Regions from separate parts of the Mus musculus genome. Here all the other regions are linked to region 3. Evidence: chromatin contacts called from public HiChIP or PLAC-seq data. All regions are on one chromosome and are shown on one strand. The core of a region is the stretch at or near the end of the contact, and the rest is flanking DNA. Distances in the headings are between cores, read along the strand shown.

Region 1 (4,413 bases), core at 467-2,966, 180 kb before region 3:
ACAGAGTGAGTTCCAGGACAGCCAGGGATGCACAGAGAAACCCTGTCTCACAAAAAACAGAAACCAAACCAAAGAGGCAGTGCCTACTCTTTGCTTTGTTGCCTTACCTTATACATGGAAGGAGTCAACACTTTCCAAGGAGAGAGAAAAAGCGTGCAGGCATTTGTCGAATGGTGCCGTGTACACAGAATCAAGCCAGGTACCAGACAGAGTCAAGACTGAATGAGAGGGGTATATTTCCCCAAATTACTGGCAAGTTAGTGAGAAATGGTGCCTTCCACGATTGCAGAGAACGCTTTGGGTTTTATATAGTTTTACCATGAATTGCTGAGACACAACACAGGAGGGGAGAAAGAGACCATGAGAGGCCACCTTGCTTTTCTGAGGATGGCAGAAGCCAGCTCTGTCAGAGCACTGGGACAGATGCTGTGGACACAGCAGGAACAGAAACTGGAGTCTGTGACATAGACACAGGGAAGACAGCCTGGCTCTAGCAGTTCATTAAGAGCCATGCCTCTGAGTCCCAGTGGGGATTAGACTTCTCTGAAACACGGATTTCAAGGCTTCCTAGGTATTTATAGAGGTAAGTACAGGAGAGGTGACAGAGACATGTAGATGCCAGCTTGGCTTAAGCTCCATCTTGTCTTCCTTTTGTTTTTTCTTTCTCTCTCTTTCTTTCTTTCTTTCTTTCTTTCTTTCTTTCTTTCTTTCTTTCTTTCTTTCTTTCTTTCTTTCTTCCTTCCTTCCTTCCTTCCTTCCTTCCTTCCTTCCTTCCTTTCTTTCTTTCTTTCTTTCTTTCTTTCTTTCTTTCTTTCTTTCTCCCTTTCTTTCTCTCTCCCTCTCTCCCTCCCTCCCTCCCCCCTTCCCTCCCTCCCTTTCCCTCCTCCCTCCCTCCCTCCCTCCCTCCCTCCCTCCCTCCCTCCCTTTCCCTCCTCTCTCTCTCTCTCTCTCTCTCTCTCTCTCTCTCTCTCTCTTTCTTTCTTTCTTTCTTTCTTTCTTTTTAAAAATAGGACATAAATATCATTGTGTTGCCCAGGCAGGCCTGGAATTCCTGGGCCCAAGTGGTCATCCTGCCTCAGCCTCCGCGCCTGGTGTGTACCACTGTGCCAAGCTCAAAATGAATTGTGAAGATGCATTTTGGTATTCATGCCCGTGATACTGAGTGCAATTAACCTCACTGGAAAGGGGAGCCTGTGCTTCCATTTATATGCGGGTCTGAATGGGCAGAACTCATCTGTGGAGGAAGCAAGTCAGAATAGCTGCTGCCTCTGGTAGATGGAGGAGGGAGGGTCACACAGATGTTTCCATCTGTCACACAGCTCAGATGTGTGCATTTCTATAGAAACACTACTTAGAATTCTTAGAATTCGTCCCAAAGAATTCTTTTAAATCAGTGAAGGGCCAGGGGAGGAAAAGATGGCATGGAACAGTGACCATGGCTAAAGCCAAGGGGACAGGTGTCTATATTCCATTGACCTTTTGTCTGAGACTGGCCATGATGTAAATTTTTTGTGTGTGTGGTGTAAATAGAGGCAGTTGATTAAGAAAGGGAAAACACAGCATCCCTAAGGGTGGCCGTGGGCTAGTGAGCAGGGAAGACAAACACGGAAAAGCCGGTGGGGAGCTGTAAAATAAACAGCCTCTCCAGTCCTCTGTTGACCCCGCCTTCCTGGAAACCTGTCTGCTGTTCCGAGTCTTCCTGGCTGTCATCTGCGTTTGCTTGTTTCCTGCTTTCCTGGGCACTGAGAACCTTGGCTTCTCCCACTGTCCTCTGGCACTGGCCAGTCTTTTGCCCATCCCTGTTATCAGGAAACAGACCCTCCCTTCCGCCGACTTTGACCGCTGAGCCACCCATCGTCGAGTCTCCTTATCTCCTCCCTGTTCTCTGTCCCAGGTCTTTCTCTTCTGTGGGTGAGCACACAAAGGGGGAATTCACTGGATCTCATTTCTCTTCCTTCTGCAATTGTAAAGTGCCACCTGTGCCTTTGTTCACGGATGCAGGCCGGGCTGGGAGTCCAGGGTGCTCTCCCCGCACTTGCACTCCAGTGAAAGATAAACACCCTGTGATTCTCTAGGTATGGGCTTCAAAGCAGACACAATAAATCTGTGGTGCTGAGGGAAGGAAGGAAGGAAGGAAGGGACGAAACCTGTGAAGAGGCACAAGGAAGCCTCCAGCAGGTCGAAGTTAAACTGGGGAAAGTCCTAGAGGGTGGCTTCCCAGGCTGTCTACACTGGGGAGTGCCTTAACTGGACCTGTCCATTTTCTATGGATGTCACACTTGAGTCTTTTTTTTTTTTAAGGCAACTAAAGGTCTAAGCAAGGTCTTAAAACAATACTAACCATTTTATATAAAAATTTGTATTTCTAGATTTTCATCAAACACTGGGAAAACGTGATATGTACTCTGCCTTGCCTCAGAGTGGTGAGCCCGTCCCATCCCTTGGTGATCAATTTTTGGTCTCTGCAGCATCCATTAGAAGTTGCTCAGAATGTGTGACAACCCTGTTATCGATGTTCCCCTTCCTTTGCACACTCTAAGTTTCTTAGAAGGCATGGGATTGGGACTGGTTCAAGTCTGGTTTGGTGCCAGAGCCTTGGGGACTCGTGCCTTTCCAGGTGTGTTCTGCCCCAGCTAGTGGAAGTTGAGGTTAGTTTATGACCAACCTGGGCAGTTACTATATTTGTTCTTAGGTGTTTGGTTCTGTAAATAATTTCCTACATGTGCATTCTATTTTAAAGGAACATTTCACAATAGTCCTGGTTCAAGTTCCTGGCCTGCTTGGCATTCCATTGTCCCTCACAAAAATGCATATGTGAGTGGGCTGTATTTCCCCCCACTTAATGGCTGGGCAAAGCACACTTTGGTATGGTGGACTTACAGCCAAGGCCTTAATCACAGCAGCTCACGTTAACTGCAAACCATATGCCTGGGGAGACATTTTGATGCCTCTCTTGCAGACCCAAACCTGAGGGGAGACTGAGTCCCACACCTTCCTTTTCTCCATGTGAACCTGTATGAGCTTCTCCTCTGTGCTCGGCCACTGGACACTAAGCTTCATGCCTAGCTCCTCCCGCCTCCCTGCAGACAGGCAGTGACTTCTCCTCTTTTTGTTTTTGTTGTTGGTTTGTTTGTTTGTTTGTTTGAAACAAGCTGTCCCTCTGTAGCCCTGGCTGACCTGGAACTTACATCGTACACCAGATGGGCCTTGAACTCATAAGAGATCCACCTGCCTCTGCCTCCTGAGTGCTAGGATTAAAGGATTAAACCATACGTGGCTACTTTTTTTTTTAAGATTTATTTATTTATTCTTATTTTATGTGTTTGGCTGTGTGGAAGTACACCACATGTGTAGCCGGTGGCTTTGGAAGCCAGAGAGGGTAGAGGATGCTCTACAGCTGGAGTCACAAGAAGTTGCCAGCTGCTATGTAGGTGCTAGGGACTGAATCTGGGTCCTCCGCAAGAGCAACAAGTGCTCTTAACAGCTGAGCCACCTTTCTAGCCCCTGCATTAAAAACAAAAACAAAAACCACCCCCTAAGGCCCCAAATAGCATGAACAACAAAATTATGGAGTCACCACCCCGCCCCCAAAAAAGAAAGATCAAAAGTTAAAACCCATCTTTAAAACCAGCTTCGTTTATGTGTGCCTGCATCCGATGAATGGATAAAGATGCCCCAGTTATAGTCTTAGGACTTTTGGAAATACAGGTGGTATTAAAGGAAAAGTTTCCTTGACTTTTCTCTTCATTAACCTTTAGAGCTGTTTACACACACACACACACACACACACACACACACACACACACACAGTGTAATTACTCTGAGTGTAACAATTGGTGTCATTCTTGTTTACAGAGTGTCAGAGACCTAAGGGGTAGGCATTGTGTGTACTGTTGTCTTCAGCACCAGCGCCTAAGGGCTGCCATGCAGTGAAGGGCCTTGCTTACAGTGGGGTGGGTAGAGAGGTCCTGGACACTGTTCTCGCTCCCCCATGGAGCAGGGACAGTGCTGAGTGTGCTTCCTCATTTTTGCCCCAACTCCCCTTGGCAGCACAGGCTTCATTTTACAGATGAAGCAAACTTACAAGGCGCAGGGTCTGAGTCTGACTCTGCTGGCTGTAGGCCTTGGGACCTAGAGGCCAACCTTCTCTAACTGGAAGCCCCGTCCCTCCCTCCCTCCCTCCCTCCCTCAGTTGGCTAGAGAGACTGAAGCAGTGTGCCACCTGCTGGGAACATTAAACAGGGAAGTCTGCACTCTTCATTCTGGTGATGGAGCTAAGACCACAGTGCTGGTAGCACTGCTTTTCTTGGGTGGGGATGGCTACCCCTGTTGCCCTTTCCCTGTCTTCTGGTGGACTTTCCTCAGAGCATCTTCATCCCTTGTGTCTCTCTGTGCCCTGTCCTGTCCTGTCCT
Region 2 (4,576 bases), core at 1,958-4,457, 260 kb before region 3:
GCCATCTCAGACTCAGAACAGTTGGGGAATAGTGTTTATGCTAATGAGGCGAGAGCTGCAGATGGGGCTGGGAACTGAACCCTTGTTTACTTGGGATGATAAAAATAACATTCAGAATAAATGGTAAATTTTTCTCTCTCCCACAGATGATACCACGCGGGTATTATTGCAGGGAAATGAAGATTACATTAATGCCAGTTATGTGAACGTAAGCTGGGAATCTGGGCAATAAAAAAAAAAAAAGACACACTGATCCTAGTAATGAGGGTGGGGCCAGCAAGGGGGACTTTTCCATGACAGAGCATGTTTCCACTCACTCCGTCCTTGTAGTCCAATGGTTTGGTGGGACTATGAGTGATCTCACTTTATAGAGGTGCAAAGGGGCACTGAATAACTTGAAAAGCCACAAACCTTATTCCATCTCCACCTGCTGATATACCAGGCTCTTGGCATTTCCCTCTGCTGCCGGTGTGTTGGTAACTTTCTGTGTTTTGCCCGTGTGATATTAGTGTCCCTCTGCCTCTAAGTCAAAGAAACACTTCCTCCGTATATACATATATATATACATATACGTGTGTGTGTGTGTGTGTGTGTGTGTATTATAACCCAAGAGGAGTAAAAGAAAAGGTTGGCCTGTTGTGGAGACATATTCATCATGGACAGCTTACTTGATTAGATTTCTCCACTTAAAGCCAGAAGCAGCAAACTGTAATCGACCACACTGAAAACTACCCTTAGCTAGCCAGGCAGCAGAACTGGCCGCTCGGGCCCTCATGTGCTAAACCATGACTTTGCAGAAGTACCCTCTGTAAAAACTGGTTCTCTCAGAAGTCTCACTCACTGCTCTGTCACATTATGGTGAAATTTGGAAGCGGCTTTTTGCTGCACCTTTTTTTTTTTTTTCCTTTCTGACTGTGAGTGGATAAGATCTTTTTCTGGTAGGATTCAGCTAAGCTATTAGGAAGGTGTAAACGGAGAGTCCTGCTCACCTTCGCCAGTGAACAGTCTAACGATAATAACCTTCCTGCTCTCCCAACAGATGGAGATGCCCGCTGCTAACCTTGTGAACAAGTACATTGCCACTCAGGGACCGCTGCCAAACACCTGTGCACAGTTTTGGCAAGTTGTCTGGGATCAGAAGTTGTCTCTTGTTGTCATGCTGACGACTCTCACCGAGCGAGGGCGGGTAAGTGGCTTCCTTTCCAGTTACCGTGCCATTGGGGAACATGAGTCTCAGGGCTGGAAAGGGCCTCCTACCGACCTATAAATCTCCAATGGACACCTGCAGTGATGAGAAAGTCCTCTTCCTGCCTACGTCCTCACATACATCTATGAAACCCCTATGTCGCCTGTGTCTCTCCCTGCCTGTGATCAATGTCTCATCTCACACAATTAAGACTGTAGTCTGCCGAGGCAATGTCTCTTCCCTCTGATATACATGCCCTTGGCTCCTGGCATCTTTATCCAACACTGGGCTGGACTGGGCTGACAACATAGTTCCTCCTGAGTAAGTTATTAGGCTGTCTGAATCACTTTCTTGAATGTGTAGTAGAGATGGTAACAGCGCCCACCACATTGGGAGGACTGGGGAAAGCTGGAAAGTATATATAATGAGCTCAGAGGACTACGGGTTTCCAGTGTCCCCCAAACGTCATCATCATCATCGTTGGAGTTTAGCGCTTTCAGATGCCTCGCTTCTCTGCTGTAGCCTTGACTCCCAGCTTCTTGTCACTCACAGATTAGCCAGAGTCTCTTCTCATCCCACAAATCAGGATAGAAAACTGTAGTGCCCAAGGGACAGCAGAAATCTCTTCCTGAATGCTGGTTCTCTGAGGCACTGAGAGGATGCTTCGAAGGGTGCCTGCTAATCCTAGCATCTGTTCTTACCTCCCCGGTTCCCATCTTGCCTACCCCCTCATCGTGAGAGACTGTCTGCAGTGCAGCTGGAATTCCCATGCTCTCCAGCTCAGCTCGGATCTTTGTCTGAAAGCCTCATTCTTCTCTGGTTTTGTTTGAATAAGAGGTGGAGTTGCTGGGCCCTGTTTTGAACTTAGAGACTCCCAGCTCCCTAAGCTAGCTCACAGGACTGCACCCTCTGTTTTCCTAAAGTGCCTCCGTCCATCAATCAGGTTACTTGGCATTGTGAGTAAGAAGGTGGACCCGCCAGCCAGCCAGCCAGGGTCAGTCCCCGCTGTCCCTTCTACCTGTGTGATTAAGAAAAATATCACCCATTTCTCAGGGCTGTGGGGCACTGAGCTGGCTGCTACGGGAAGCCTCTGAAGAGTGCTTGGTACATGTTCATTTTGTTGTTGTTATTGCTATTATTTGTGTGGATTTTGTTTTGTTTGGGGGGAATGAGTTTTACTCTATACACCAAGCTGATGTTAATCCTCCTGTCTCAGTCCTCTCAGGTGCTAGAAGAGAACACATGTGCTGTCACACCCAAGTGATCACCATTAATGCTGTACACATGTTAGCCAGCAGTCCCAATAGCATCAATTTGGATATACCTTAATGACTGCATTTGTTTCATAGTTTTAGTTTCTTCATACTAACTTTTTTTTTTTTGCTTTAGTGTTATTAACGTTTATTTTCTTAGTGTTTCTTAGACATAAATCCAGTATCGTTTGCCAAAGGTAAAAGTATGTGTAAAAGTCTCAAAAAGAGCTAAACAGAGCCAAGCACGATGGCAAACACCTGTAAGCCAGCACTTGAAAGGCAGAAAGAAGTACAGGGATCAGGAGTTCAAGGCCAACGTCAGCTACATTGAGACTTCTTTTTCTCAAAGTGCACCAACAAAACAAATGTAAAACCTTGTTCGGAAAGCCCAGGTGTTCTTCTCTCCTAAGCCCTGCCCCTGAGGCCAGCAACACTGATCTCGTTCCCTGGTCTGTGTTGTGAAAACAGATCACAAGTGTCAGGTTTGGAATGTTCAAGTGGCCCTAGACCCAGGCGCAGGCTTCCTTGGTGACACAGTGAGTCACTTGACATGCACAAAAAAAAAAAGAATCTGTCCCCATATCTGGCAGTCTCTGATTCTAGTGTGTTATTGGTCACAGATATTCTGTGCTCTGTCTGCCTTTACTCGGCCTTGTATTCTGAAACTTCGGTGCTCAAACATCACATTTCCTCAGGAGCAGTGTGTGGAGCTGACTCTCTGCTGTCCCCTGAGGTCTTGGAGCTCACGATGCAATTCTTCAGAGCTGACACCCGAATCCACCCAGTGACTCAGCACCAAGGCTGGCTTGCTGGTGTCAGGCTGCTTGCTGTTTGATAGTTCACTCTCCCCTTTCCAGTTAGACAGTCATTCTTTTCAGAACAGGGTGCCCCTGAAGGAATGCAGGTGACAGATTCGCTGCCCAGTGGCAACCCCAACTTCCCTTGATTTGCTTGTTCCAGGTCAGGGAAGAAAAGCTTTTTACGAGAAACCTTACCCTCATCCATTGCTCTTCCAGGGCCTGCCTCTCCAGCTCCCGGCTGCAGCCGCTCTTTCCTGTCATCTGAGTTCTCCTTGTGACCCAGCCTGTTTCTCTGTTTCCCAGTCTTTTCTTCTTACTGTAACTTCATCATGCATTTGAGAGTTCCCATGAGGCCTGCCCATCCCTTCAGCATCTCTGGCCCTGCCAACATTTTAGAAACCTGTTCTTCAAAAATCCCGGGTGCCTGCTTCCCTCTCCGGTTACAGATTTTCCGGTGACCTGTGCCCTCTCTCCTCAGCCCCAGTCCACGCCCACTTCCGACTCAGTCATTCCAGGTGAATGGCTTTGCCCCTCCTTTGATGTAAGATCAACTTTCCAGGACGTCCTGTTTGTTGCCCCTATGCCATGCCCTAAGTGGGTCTCCCAGTAGGCTCACACTAGAGTCCAGTGCCCTTCCTGTGCTGCCCTGAGTCGTAGGGAGCCAGCCCCCTGAAGAGTCTGCAGAGCCTGCAGGGTCACTGACCCAGGTCCTTATTTTGGTTAGGTTCTCTGTCGACTACATGGGGGTTTCTTCTTAGATGGATCGCTTTTCAGTTGGGAAAGCCAGTGCCTTCTATCAGATGTCTGACCCCATCCCACCCCACCCCCTGCCTTTGGAGGAGCTATATTTTATACCTACACATGAATAATGTGTATAATCTTCCTTTCCATCCCACCAGTCAGTTGACGCACAGGCTTTGAATAGGACTGTAAGGCTCCAGTTCCCACGCCGCCACAAAGCACAATGCCTATATCTCTTGGGTGGTTCTGAGTACTGGGATGAATTTCTAGGGACTAGGCTCCCAGAGTCCCACTGTCTCGCTGGACCAGAGGCAGTGGGTTTGCTCTGAGTAGCAAGCAGTAAAGCCCACGACTACCATGAGGCTACCAAGAAGAGGTCTGGGGTAGCACAGACCTCCTTCCTGCTCTCTATGTGCTTGAGAAGGTGCACAGGTAGGTTAGATGGATGGCTCCCTCCCCGTGGAACTTATTTCTGAATCTGGTTAGTTTCCTGGTGCCCTTCGGTGTCCTCCTGGAAGGTTCGACCCCAAGTCCAGCTGTTTGCTTTCTGCTTGGACACATCTACCTAGTGCTGTCCTGTAAGAGGATCCCAAAGC
Region 3 (4,308 bases), core at 715-3,214:
GCAAATCTGACTATAATTTGCGATGGTGATATCAGGGGGTCTGAACAAAGCAGTTACATAGCTCAGTAAAATGTTTATACAACTGACACAAACATTTGCTGACTGAGACTTCAAAGACCCCAGACCTATGAGCAAGATGGAAAGGAGAAAGGAATTCCTTTTCCTTCCCCACCCCCGCCTTTTACATCCAGGACATAGTTAGCAATGTTTCTTCATATGGAAACTACCATATTTATATTAGAACAGAAAGAGAAGACACGCTGAAAGTAATATGAAAGTTTACTGAGAACAGGAAATAGCTATCTCTTATGGTGGACTCCTCCCACACTGCGTACTCCATAAAGATGTAAAGGCCAGCTCTCTCTTTTTCCCTTCCTCCCTCTCTCCACTTATATCTCTTCCTTCTGTCTCTTTCCCAAATAAAAATCCTCTTCACTGTATTTTATAGGAAGCAGGCTTGGATCCCAACACTTTTTCCTTAGGGCGGAAGAACCCCCGCACTGCTCAGGGCTTGTTCTTTTTCCACAAGCACCCTGTAGTAAGAACTCTGATTTCCATTATCCCTTGCCAGAGAGAGCATTGCAGTGGGGAGCTTTGCTGACCTGACCCCCCAGGTACTAAAAGCAAAGAGTGGCTGTTTAACATTCTGCTATAGGTATTCTGAGGTATTTAGATTGCTCCCATACTGAGGCTCCTAAATCTGTATGAGGCACAAAAGGTTAATAGTCACAGCACATTATGGTTCTCTAAGGAACTTTACATGTGAGTATAAGAAAAGTTCCCTAGAAATTCAGCCATGATTACAGAGTCTGTAACATTTCAGCTGCTGCTGTAACCCAGGTGTCATCCATTAGGAATCTAGGAAGTGAGGAAGGCAAGGCTTGCCTTGTGTGAATAGTATTCTACCCAGCTGGAGGAAGAGGTGGAGCTCAGAGGTAAATTAGCAGGGATGGGAGGAAATAGGGCATTTCTCCGCGGCCCTCAGAGAGAGAGTGGAAGGGCTTACACGCTTAGGAAGACATGTGTGAAGCTCGGTATATATACACCGTTTTAATATCGTTTTCCTGAAGTCAGTCTTCATGTTTGTATCTACCCGTGTTGAATTAAATGGGACAATCACACAGTTTACCACTGATCTACACCCATAGCCTTTCAATAGATACTATCAAAGGGCTCCTAACAGGATCCCCTGTTCAGTTCAGTTAGCATAGACAGAAAAACTACAGAATAAGCGTCCACAGTGTTAACCTGCTTCACCTACTTGGAAGCTGTACGAGGCCAGGTACTTAATTTCTCTGCGCCCCTTGTTTTCTACAAAACAAGACTAGTAGCATCTCTGTAGGGGTGTTCTAAAGATAAAATGAGTTGGTAGGAGCCAAGCACCTAGACCAGGCAATAGCTACTTAAAACCCTGTCATATACATAAGAGAACACTTTAAAACGTGTTTAAGAGTGTGTATTATTCTTCCAAAGGACCTGAGGTCTATTCCCAGCATCCAAATAAGGCTGTTCACAACCTCCTGTAACTCTGTCTGTGGGGATTAGACACTTCTGGCTTCTTTGGTCACCCACACATGTTACATACACACGATTAAAAATAAGTATTTATTAAATAAATCAGTTAAACTAAGTCTGTGCATCAGTGTTTTTAGACATACAGCTTGTGTTTTCCATCTCTGAGTCTCTTTTGAGATCCTGTCTCCGGAAAAGTTGACATCAATTAAAGTATCCGCCCCCGCTCCCAACCCCATTTTCTTGGACCCCCTCAAAACTTGTTACCTGGTCCCTGTGGGACCATTGGGCCCAAGGGCGGAGGCATTTGCGTTCAGCCTCTTGGGAGTTGTAGTTTCCTTAGGTTCTGGCGCATGCTCCACCGCACGCTGGGAACTACAAAACCCACAAATCCTCGCTGCACCGCCCTCCTCCGCCTCGCGTTCCTCCCCCGCTCGCAGCCCCGCCCCTCGGTCCAGGCAGAGGCGCGATGGCCGACCGCGGCGGCCCTGCTGAGGCGCCCAGCCCGCGGGGCTCTCCCCGGCCAGAGTCCCGGGCCCCGCGCACGGTCGGGCCGGGCGAGACCCCGCGTACCGCGGCGCTGGCGCTGCGCTTCGATAAGCCCATCAAGCAGGCTTTCTACAACACGGGCGCCGTGCTGTTCGTGTGCCTGTGCTGCGGCGCCGCGGTGCTCGTGTACTTCATCCTCGAGGCCTTCCTGCGGCCGCTGCTCTGGGCCGTGCTGTGCGGCACTTTCCTGCACCCGTTCAAGAGCTCGCTCACGCGCCTGGGCCGCCTGTGGCTGCGGCGCCTGCACCGCGCGCACACGCCCATCGTGCTGGCCGCGCTGCTGCTGCCGCTCTGCTTCGCCGACTACGGCGTGGAGGCGCTGGGCGAGCAGGCGCTGCGCCGCCGCCGCCTGTTGCTGCTGCTGGGAGCGGGCGGCCCGCTGCTCTATGGGCTCTACTGCCTGGGCAGCTACCTGGGCGTGCAGGTGCTGCTGGCGCACGCGGGCGCGCTCATCTGCCGCGGCCTCGACTACTTCAGCAGCCTGTGGGTGAGTGAGATGGGGGAGTGCGTGCGAGGTTGGCGGGACCCGGGACGCCGCGACAAGGCGGCCAAAGGTCCTCCAGTGAGCGCCTTCCCACGGCCGAGGGACTTGGCGCGCTTCCTTCCAGAGAGGCGGGTGTGATTTGAAACCCGCCCTCCGCTAGGGAAAAGGTCCTTTGGCTGAGTTCAGTTCTTTCACCCTAGTTTGTGTGTGACTCTGGGCGCTTTCGAGAACTGTATTACTTATGTGGGGGCCATTGCGACCCGGTCTACGTTAGCAATGGACTGCGTTAAAGGAGAGAGATACCAGGTGTCAATCGAGGAACTTCAGAATTGGAAGGAATCGCAAAGATAATCTTAGAGGCGAATTCCTGACTCAGACTACGTCGCAGGCTGGTTAGTTCACATATTTATCGGGCAAGGTTAAAGTGAAGTGGTTATTTAATGCTTAAGAATCTTAAGAATGTTGGTTGGTAAACTACCACAGGGGCTAAGAATGCAACGCTGGAATAGCGAGATCCTAGACAGCGCGAGATCTAGCGTGTATACACCCCATACTATTTCACCTTTATTCACTTTGTTACTGAAAAAGTGAATATGCCCTGAGATTATTAACGTTACAAAGTAATTGCCTTTCTTTGCTAGAGCAGGTTTAAACTTGCCAAAGGTAGATTGCTAATTGGTCCCAGGATCATGAGGTCATCTCTTGGTTCTTGTTTAAAGTTGATTGAAGACATTGTCAGGTACTTTTCTTCGGGGTGTATAGGAGTACTTTTGCGGGGGTGGTGGTGCTGGGGGTGTCATGTGTGCTACTGAGTTGTACCTTCAGCCTCATAAATTAGCATATCCTAATGGAACAGACATACACAGAGGTAAGTGTACACTTCTCACAGTTGTGGGCCACAGGTTCAGTTAGTGTGACCGCCTTAAAGATGAATAGCTTACTGTCAAATCTGTGGCTGTCAAATCTGTTTGTGCTGGGGACCAAACCCAAGTGTTAGTGGGCTTGTGCTGTAGATACTGAGCTGTAGCTCCGCTCCTGTTGTTTACTCTTAAGTTAAATACAGGGGCCCGGAGGTTTTCCACTTGCTGCTCTTCCAGATGTCTTGAATTCTGCCCCTAGCCCCCATGTTGCATCACTGATAAGTCTCCTCTACTTCCAACTTCAAGAGCCCCAGCACCCTCTTCTGATTTCTCCAAGCACCTGCATACACATGAATGTTTCTTACCTATCCTTAAATAAAAATAATAAAAATAAATCTTTAAAAATAGTTTTTAAAAAAGGAAGCTAAAAGCAACTCAAGTTCACGCAAACTCATACATCTAATAAATTGTTGAAATTCCAAAAAAAAGTCAGAAAAAAAAAAGGAAGCTAAAATCAGTGTCCTTTTGTTGTTGAAGAAGTCAGTTTACGTGGATTAAATTCCTCGAATAAAAGACCATTATGTGTGTATAAGAAAAGTCCTCAAGAAATTCAGCCATGATTACAGATTCTGTAACATTTCAGCTGTCATCCATTCAGGTGTCATCCATTGAATCTAGGAAGTGAAGAAGGCAAGGCTTGCCTTGTGTGAATAGTATCCTTTCCAGCCAGAGTAAGAGGTGGAGCTCAGAGGTAAATTAGTAGGGATGGGAGGAAATAGGGCATTTCTCCTCGGCCCTCAGGGAGAGAGTGGAAGGGCTTACACACTTAGGAAAATACCTGTGAAGCTCAGTCTATATACCTGTTTAGTATCATTTTCCTGAAGTCAGTCTTCATGTTTGTAT

Evidence for each region. HiChIP or PLAC-seq counts read pairs in DNA pulled down with a chosen protein or histone mark.
Region 1: a contact with region 3 is called in an H3K4me3 HiChIP or PLAC-seq map of the 230-238 cell line, with 15 read pairs. The contact joins the enhancer-like site here to the promoter of Tmem245 in region 3. A contact is called at or near these places in 1 of 484 Hi-C or Micro-C datasets (brown adipocytes), 2 of 115 datasets of contacts at active chromatin or transcription factors (the 230-238 cell line and embryonic stem cells) and 2 of 9 other capture datasets (liver and pancreatic islet).
Region 2: a FOXA1 HiChIP or PLAC-seq map of pancreatic cancer cells shows a contact between it and region 3. The contact joins the enhancer-like site here to the promoter of Tmem245 in region 3. A contact is called at or near these places in 2 of 39 promoter capture datasets (frontonasal cranial neural crest and maxillary cranial neural crest), 3 of 115 datasets of contacts at active chromatin or transcription factors (embryonic stem cells and pancreatic cancer cells) and 1 of 9 other capture datasets (embryonic stem cells).

Annotation. Positions count from the first base shown.
Region 1 is chr4:57,120,559-57,124,971 of GRCm38.p6, reverse strand. The region is part of intron 1 of Epb41l4b (erythrocyte membrane protein band 4.1 like 4b); the gene reads left to right. Among named protein-coding and RNA genes, the nearest start is that of Epb41l4b, 20 kb to the left of the region's middle. Within about 2 kb of position 1,716, at least 25 of the 459 cell types and tissues checked have an H3K27ac peak or open chromatin away from gene starts, as enhancers often do. A contact at or near this core is called in the 230-238 cell line, liver and pancreatic islet, where this site is marked.
Region 2 is chr4:57,201,517-57,206,092 of GRCm38.p6, reverse strand. It overlaps Ptpn3 (protein tyrosine phosphatase, non-receptor type 3), which reads left to right. Exons shown (of 26, transcript NM_001384115.1): 21 at 147-208; 22 at 1,040-1,186. Among named protein-coding and RNA genes, the nearest start is that of Gm12530, 32 kb to the right of the region's middle. Within about 2 kb of position 3,207, at least 104 of the 459 cell types and tissues checked have an H3K27ac peak or open chromatin away from gene starts, as enhancers often do. A contact at or near this core is called in embryonic stem cells and pancreatic cancer cells, where this site is marked.
Region 3 is chr4:56,945,085-56,949,392 of GRCm38.p6, reverse strand. Tmem245 (transmembrane protein 245) reads left to right here and starts at 1,964. Exons shown (of 18, transcript NM_001369260.1): 1 at 1,964-2,548. The coding sequence starts at 1,982.